Regions from separate parts of the Ctenopharyngodon idella genome. Here region 2 is linked to region 1. The links are chromatin contacts, called in public Hi-C maps. All regions are on one chromosome and are shown on one strand. The core of a region is the stretch at or near the end of the contact, and the rest is flanking DNA. Distances in the headings are between cores, read along the strand shown.

Evidence for each region. Hi-C and Micro-C count contacts between places; a contact is called where the count stands out from the background.
Region 2: a Hi-C map of muscle shows a contact between it and region 1, with 4 times the contacts expected there. The contact joins the promoter of rgmb here to the promoter of si:ch211-117c19.1 in region 1. A contact is called at or near these places in 2 of 2 Hi-C or Micro-C datasets (both in muscle).

Annotation. Positions count from the first base shown.
Region 1 is chr5:14,429,283-14,432,542 of HZGC01, forward strand. It overlaps si:ch211-117c19.1 (myogenesis-regulating glycosidase), which reads left to right and starts at 1,928. Exons shown (of 4, transcript XM_051895045.1): 1 at 1,928-2,194. mamdc2a (MAM domain containing 2a) reads left to right here. Exons shown (of 14, transcript XM_051895047.1): 14 at 1,236-1,781. The coding sequence ends at 1,297.
Region 2 is chr5:14,558,792-14,561,801 of HZGC01, forward strand. rgmb (repulsive guidance molecule BMP co-receptor b) reads left to right here and starts at 1,715. Exons shown (of 3, transcript XM_051895113.1): 1 at 1,715-2,201. The coding sequence starts at 2,096.

The DNA.
Region 1 (3,260 bases), core at 678-3,177:
TACAGTTTTCAAAACCATCAGTACCAAAAACATTTATCTTGGTCTCATCACTCCAGAGTATAGAGTCCCAGTAGTCTTCATCTTTGTCAGCATTGGCCTTGGCAAACTCTAGGCGGGCTTTTTTGTGCCTTGGCTTTAGGAAAAGCTTCTTTCGTGGACGGCAGCCATGCATGCCATTCCTCTGCAGTGTACGCCGTATTGTGTCACGGGAAATAGTCACCCCAGTTTGGCTTTCTACTTCTTTAGATAACTGCAGTGAACTTGCATGCCGATTTTCTTCAACCCTTCTCATCAGAAGACACTCCTGTCGAGGTGTTAACTTCCGTGGATGACCTGGACATCTCTGTGAGATGGTTGCAGATTTTTTTCTTTTTTTTTCTTTTTTTTACCACTTTTGCTACAGTATTCTGACTGATAAGTAAAGCTTTGCTGTTCTTCTTGTAGCCTTCACCTTTCTGGTGTAAAGAAATTATTTTCTTTCTCAGGTCTTGTGACATTTCTCTTCCATGTGGTGCCATTGCTGACAGCATGAAATGGGAAGGGGTTTTAACACCCTTTTATAGTGAACTGTCTGCTGGACACCTGTCGAATGAATAATTAGACTTGCCTGTGGTTGAATTGTTAAATTAGACAGTTGTAGTCTAAAATTTAGCTTTGCTCCAGAGACTTTCAGTGGGGTGTACTCATTATTGCATCAGCCTAATTTGAGTAAAACTGAAAATTTAGTTCTCTAAGTTATAATATTAACCTTACTTTCATGTTGTAAGTTAAACAGATGTTATATAAAACTTAGTCTTGTCAACATTTTGGAAATTGTATTTGTGTTCATTGAGATATTGTTTAAAATGTTACTTTTCAAAGGGGGTGTACTCATTTATGCTGAGCACTGTAAATGTATTCTTATGTGCTGACGTATGTGAATTCAGATGCATAACCTTAAGGTTGAACAGGAAGTGTCAGTGATTCATGCATCGCCTCATCCTCTGATTTCTTTTATTTGATGTATTGCAGTAGGTTGTGTGAGGTCAGTTGACTGCATTGCAGTAACAGCAGGTAGGGGGAGCAGGTGGTTTCTTTAGTGCAGTTCTCATTGGAGTTTGTCTATGGAGGGATCACATACTGTTACTGTAGTTATCTGATTCTGTTTACTGAGGCAGCAGTAATATGGGACCCTGTAAGACTCATATTGTGTTTATACTGTGCCTAACTCTCTCTTTCTGTCTCACTTTCTCTAGATCCTGGAGACAGCATCCCATACTCGGGCTTCTCTGAAAATTTTAATGAAATTGAGTACTAAGTGAGGCCGAGGCTGATATATTTTTGTTTGTGTGTCACATGGGACAGGGAGACTGGTAGACAGAGAAAAGAACATTTGTTAGACTCAACAGTGTTCTGCAGATTCTGGCCATGCATGACTACATGGAAAGACACACGTTTCATTGTTCCTTATTATAGGTGGTATGATGTGTCTATAAGTCTTGATATAGCCTGATATTTTTTTGAGCTTTGAGACAGCTTGGGGACTGTCTTATTTTTGTGTATTTTGTTTAGAGAATATCAGAAAATACTTTTTAAGTTTTGTAATGTGTTGACATTGCTTAGCGGCATGCTGCTAGGTAGCAATTTTCAATTTCTGTTTGCTGAGGTGATTGTTTTCTTGTTTGTTTTTACACTGAGTAAAAACTTGTTTGGACTAATGACAAAGTTCAGCTCATGGGTTGTATACAGTACATTCTCACTCACAATGTTACATTTATTAAACAACTTTTTAAAAATGAAAATGTCTTTGTCAGGGCTTTGTCAAAGCTTCTAGAAATACAAGAGAAACCGTCCTCTTTTTATTTGATCAGTTTTGTGACGTTTTTCCCTCTTATTATTCACTGCCATCTAGTGGAATAAGTGTGTTATGGAACATACAAAGCCTGGTTGAAACGTTTTGGTTTTTTTAATTATGGAAAATACAATTATAAACTCCAAACAATGCTACTAAATATTTTTTCTGACCTATATACACAGAGATTTCGTGTTTGCTTTCAAGTACAATTTTATGTTCTCATCAAATAAAAGACTTTCACCACACATCTCACAATACTACATTACCCATGATTCACACAAACCGGTCAAACTTGCTTTTGCTTTCATGAACGTTCAAGCAAGAGCATTGTGTAGTGACAGTCCTAATGTCGCTATCAGAGTAAGGTTATTTCTTTAAACACTTTTATGATTTTCATGAAAAGTTTAATTTCGTAGTTGTGTGTAAGTTTCAGAAGATGTTCGTGAATTCTCAGACGTCAAGGCAAGGACAAAGGAACTACAATTGTTTAGTGAAAGTAAAATATTCACATATTCATAGTTTTGTATTGTAGTATTTCCTTACGAATTATCTCATCTGGACACAAAATGTAAGTAACTGATGAAAATATATTACTTATTGCATTTAAGGTGCCATAACATAAAATAAATCTTTGTGCTTTCAATTAATACCTCAAAACCTGTAATGAACGTGAAATATTATCTGCAAGACACTTAATCTCTAGTTAACTAGCAGCAGTGTTACTGTAGTTTAATCTGTCAAGTGATGTGTCAGAGAGCACTTGTTAAGTGTTTCTTTCTGTGATTGGTGCTAATAGTGATGAGGATGAATCTGCTAAAGTGCTAAACTAGAGCCTCTTCAACTAGTGGCTAATTCCCACAGTTGCATCCTTGAAATTGTAATTACAATTGTTTAAATTATACTTTTATTCTTTTGCAAATGTCCATCAAATCCATAGAGTGTGCCTGTTACAGGACATCACAACCCTGTATTGGAAACTGTATGTTCAATACATGCCTAGAGGACTGTTCAGCTGCTGTAGTGTAACAACAACAGCTTTAATCTGCTTTTGTGGCTCACAATTGTGGATTTTCCCATGCAGTTTATCATGTCTACAAGGGATAGTTCACTCAAAAATAAAAATCCCTTCATCATTTACTCACCCTCATGTTGTTCCAAACCTGTATGACTTTTTCCTTCCGAAGAATACAAGCAAAGATATTTTGAATAATGTTGGTAACTAAAGTTTTTGTTACCATTGACTTCCATTGGACAAAAATACGAGACAGAATCTTTTTTTATGTTCCACAGAAGAAAGAAAGTTTGGAACGACTTGAGGGATGAGTTAATGATGACAGAATCTTCAATTTTGGTTGAACCATAAAGATGTATGATAAATTGCATTAAAGTTCCTATACTATACTAATCATTTTCAAACACTGAATTT
Region 2 (3,010 bases), core at 465-2,964, 130 kb after region 1:
TGATGCTTCAAAAACTTCATAAAGAGATAGGAAAACTAATCCATATGAATCGAGTGGTTTAGTCCAAATTTTCTGAAGAGAATCGATTGCTTGTTATGATGAACAGATTTAATTTAGTCTTTTACTCGCATGTAAACATTGATCAGCGAACATGAGCAGAAGCTCAACCGAACCTGAATGACGCACAAGAACAATCCTCTTCTGGAAGCTTAAACTTGCTGCGTAAAAACTGAGGTTCATTTTTGTGTGTTACGCAGCACGTTTGACCTTCCAGAAGAGGTTTGTTCTTGTGCGTTATTCAAATTAGGCTGAGCTTCTGCTCATGTTTGCTGATCAATGTTTACATGCGAGTAAAATTAAAATCTCTTTATGAAGTTTTTGAAGCGTCAAAGTGGTAGTTACAAAGGCAGTCAATGGAAGGAAATCTGACAGCATTCTGTCATCAAAAAGAACTTCATTTCTCTTCCGAAGATGAACGAAGGTCTTATGGGACAACATGAGGGTGAGTAATTAATAACAGAATTTTCATTTTGGGCTGAACTAACCCTTTTAGTATACTGTATGTGCATGTTCCAAACCCGTTAGGCCTTCATTCATCTTTGGAACACAAATTTAAATATTTTTGATAAAATCTGAGACCGAGATGTCTCTAAATCTCCTTAGTAGACAGCAATTTAACGGCCACTTTCAAGGTCCAGAAAGGTATTAAAGACATCGTTAAAATAGTCCACATGACTACAATAGTTCAAACTTAATTTTATGATGAGAATACTTTTTGTGTGCAAAAACAAATCAAAAATAACGATTTTATTCAACAGTTTCTTCTCTTCTCTGTCATTCTCCTACGCTATTTACATTCAGCCTTTACAGGTTCTACGTCAGAATGTCGGCTCAGTATTGGCCGATGCTGTTCATGTGAGCAGCACGACGCATGCACGTGATGCTGACGCAGGAGCCGGCCAATAATGAGTTGCCGTTCTGACGTAGAACCTGGAAGAGCTGAACATAAACAGCGTAGGAGAATGACACATTTTGTTGCTTTATAAAATAAAGTTGAACCACTGTAGTCACATGGACTATTTTAACAATGTCTTTACTACCTTTCTGGGCCTTGAAAGTGGTAATTAAATTGCTGTCTATGGAGGAGTCAGAGAGCGCATGGACTTCATCAAAAATATCTTAATTTGTGTTCTGAAGATGAACAAAGGTCTTATGGTTTTGGAACAACATGAGGGTGAGTAATTAATTACAGAATTTTCATTTTTGGGTGAACTAACCCTTTAACACTCTTGAATCGAATGGTTTATTGAAAAGAACTGTGCATTCTTTAAGTTTAATGAAGGCAAGTTGAAAAGGTTTCTAATTTTATAATAGGTATCAAAAACTAGAATTAAAAAATAATAATAATCATTTGCAGCATTTTATTTATTTATTTATTTTATTTTATTGAAGCCATGAAAGATAATTTTTTCCCCAACTGTTTGTTTACCTAAATCTATTTAATAAATTATCACTGTACTGTGGTGTTATTATGCTAATATCTTGCCCTGATAGTCAACTAGTTCGTTTTTATTTTTAACTGCGTCTATTTTCTCCTTGCTGAAAGTGAGAGCTTTGCTGTCAATCTGCGGCTGGGGTGTATGGTTTAGGGGGCGGAGTTTGTGTGTCGGAGTGGGCGGGGTTTCCGCTAAACTCTGGGTTAGGTTGATTCGCTATCGATCATTGGGGAAAGACGGGGCTAGATTTCCTTGTGGCGGAGAAATCTGATGTGTAGGCAACATGAATCGGGCGATCGCGGGGCGCAGATTAATTTTAGCACGTTTACAGATTTCTTTCAGACTGATTATCTTCGCCGATTAGATAAACGAATACAAATTAAATAGTTTTTTCCCCTCCCGTGCTCCAGGAAGAAGTGTTTTGGATCGGACTTGCCAAAATCGCTACTTTGTTTCTCTTATGGACGGTGTGTGTGTGTTACCTAAAAAAGTAGCCGTGTCTTAACAGAGTTACTCATCCCTACGTTACGTGAAGTTGGGAGAAGCGAGGCCCGATCTCTTGACCCGTGGAGTACTCTTGAGTCTCTCTGGATGGATGGATGGGTATGGGGAGAGCAGGATCTTACTACCCCGGGGCTGAGCGCCTCATCTCTCCGGTACTACATCTACTAGTGCTGTGCACCCTCTCCTCTCTCACTCACATAGGTAAACATGGTCTTACCACTTTTACGACTTTATGCATAATTCGCTGGACGTAAACAAGTTAGAATATACATTAAAATACCTTTAAAAGTAGCTTTTGTATTTTAGGGCTGTTTAATTGTCGCTCGTAGGTATAAATATTAAATAGGATTTACGTGCTATATTATGACACTGCTGGTTAATATTTTGTTAGGCTATGTCCTTACGGAAAAAGTGAATTATAGTTGTTTATGTGACAGTTTTCCAGTCTGAGGCAGTGTCCTTCATCCGTGTCTTCTTCTTGCACACTTATTGTATCTTTATTCCCAATAAATGTAGTGCATTGATCTACGCGTCCCTCGTGCGCTTCACTGGATTGGTTGCTTTTTAAAGGATATTAAATATTTATGAGTGATCGTAATATTAATTAATTTCATATTATATTCATGAGTGATTGTTTTATTCGGTTTTATTTGTTGTTTGCTTTTGTTATTGTGATAGCAGGCAGCATGCTGTCAGGTTCAATAAGATAGGGAAGTCATTGTGTTAATATTTGTGCGCATATATCTAGATTTTGATCTGTATTTTAATTATTTATTTATTTTTATTATTTTATTTTATTTTATTTATTTTTTTGTTGTTGTTGCGGCATTGATACATGTTTTAAAAAATAATCCATTTACTGCTCAGTTAGCCTAATCAGAAATTATTTATTTATTTATTTACTTACTTGCTTAAAAGCCTAAATTCAGTTAGTTTGGTGCCTTTTACCACTTTGGACAAGTCTTAAATGATTTCGTTGAAAATGGGTTGGCTTCTGAGCAGGAGACTGT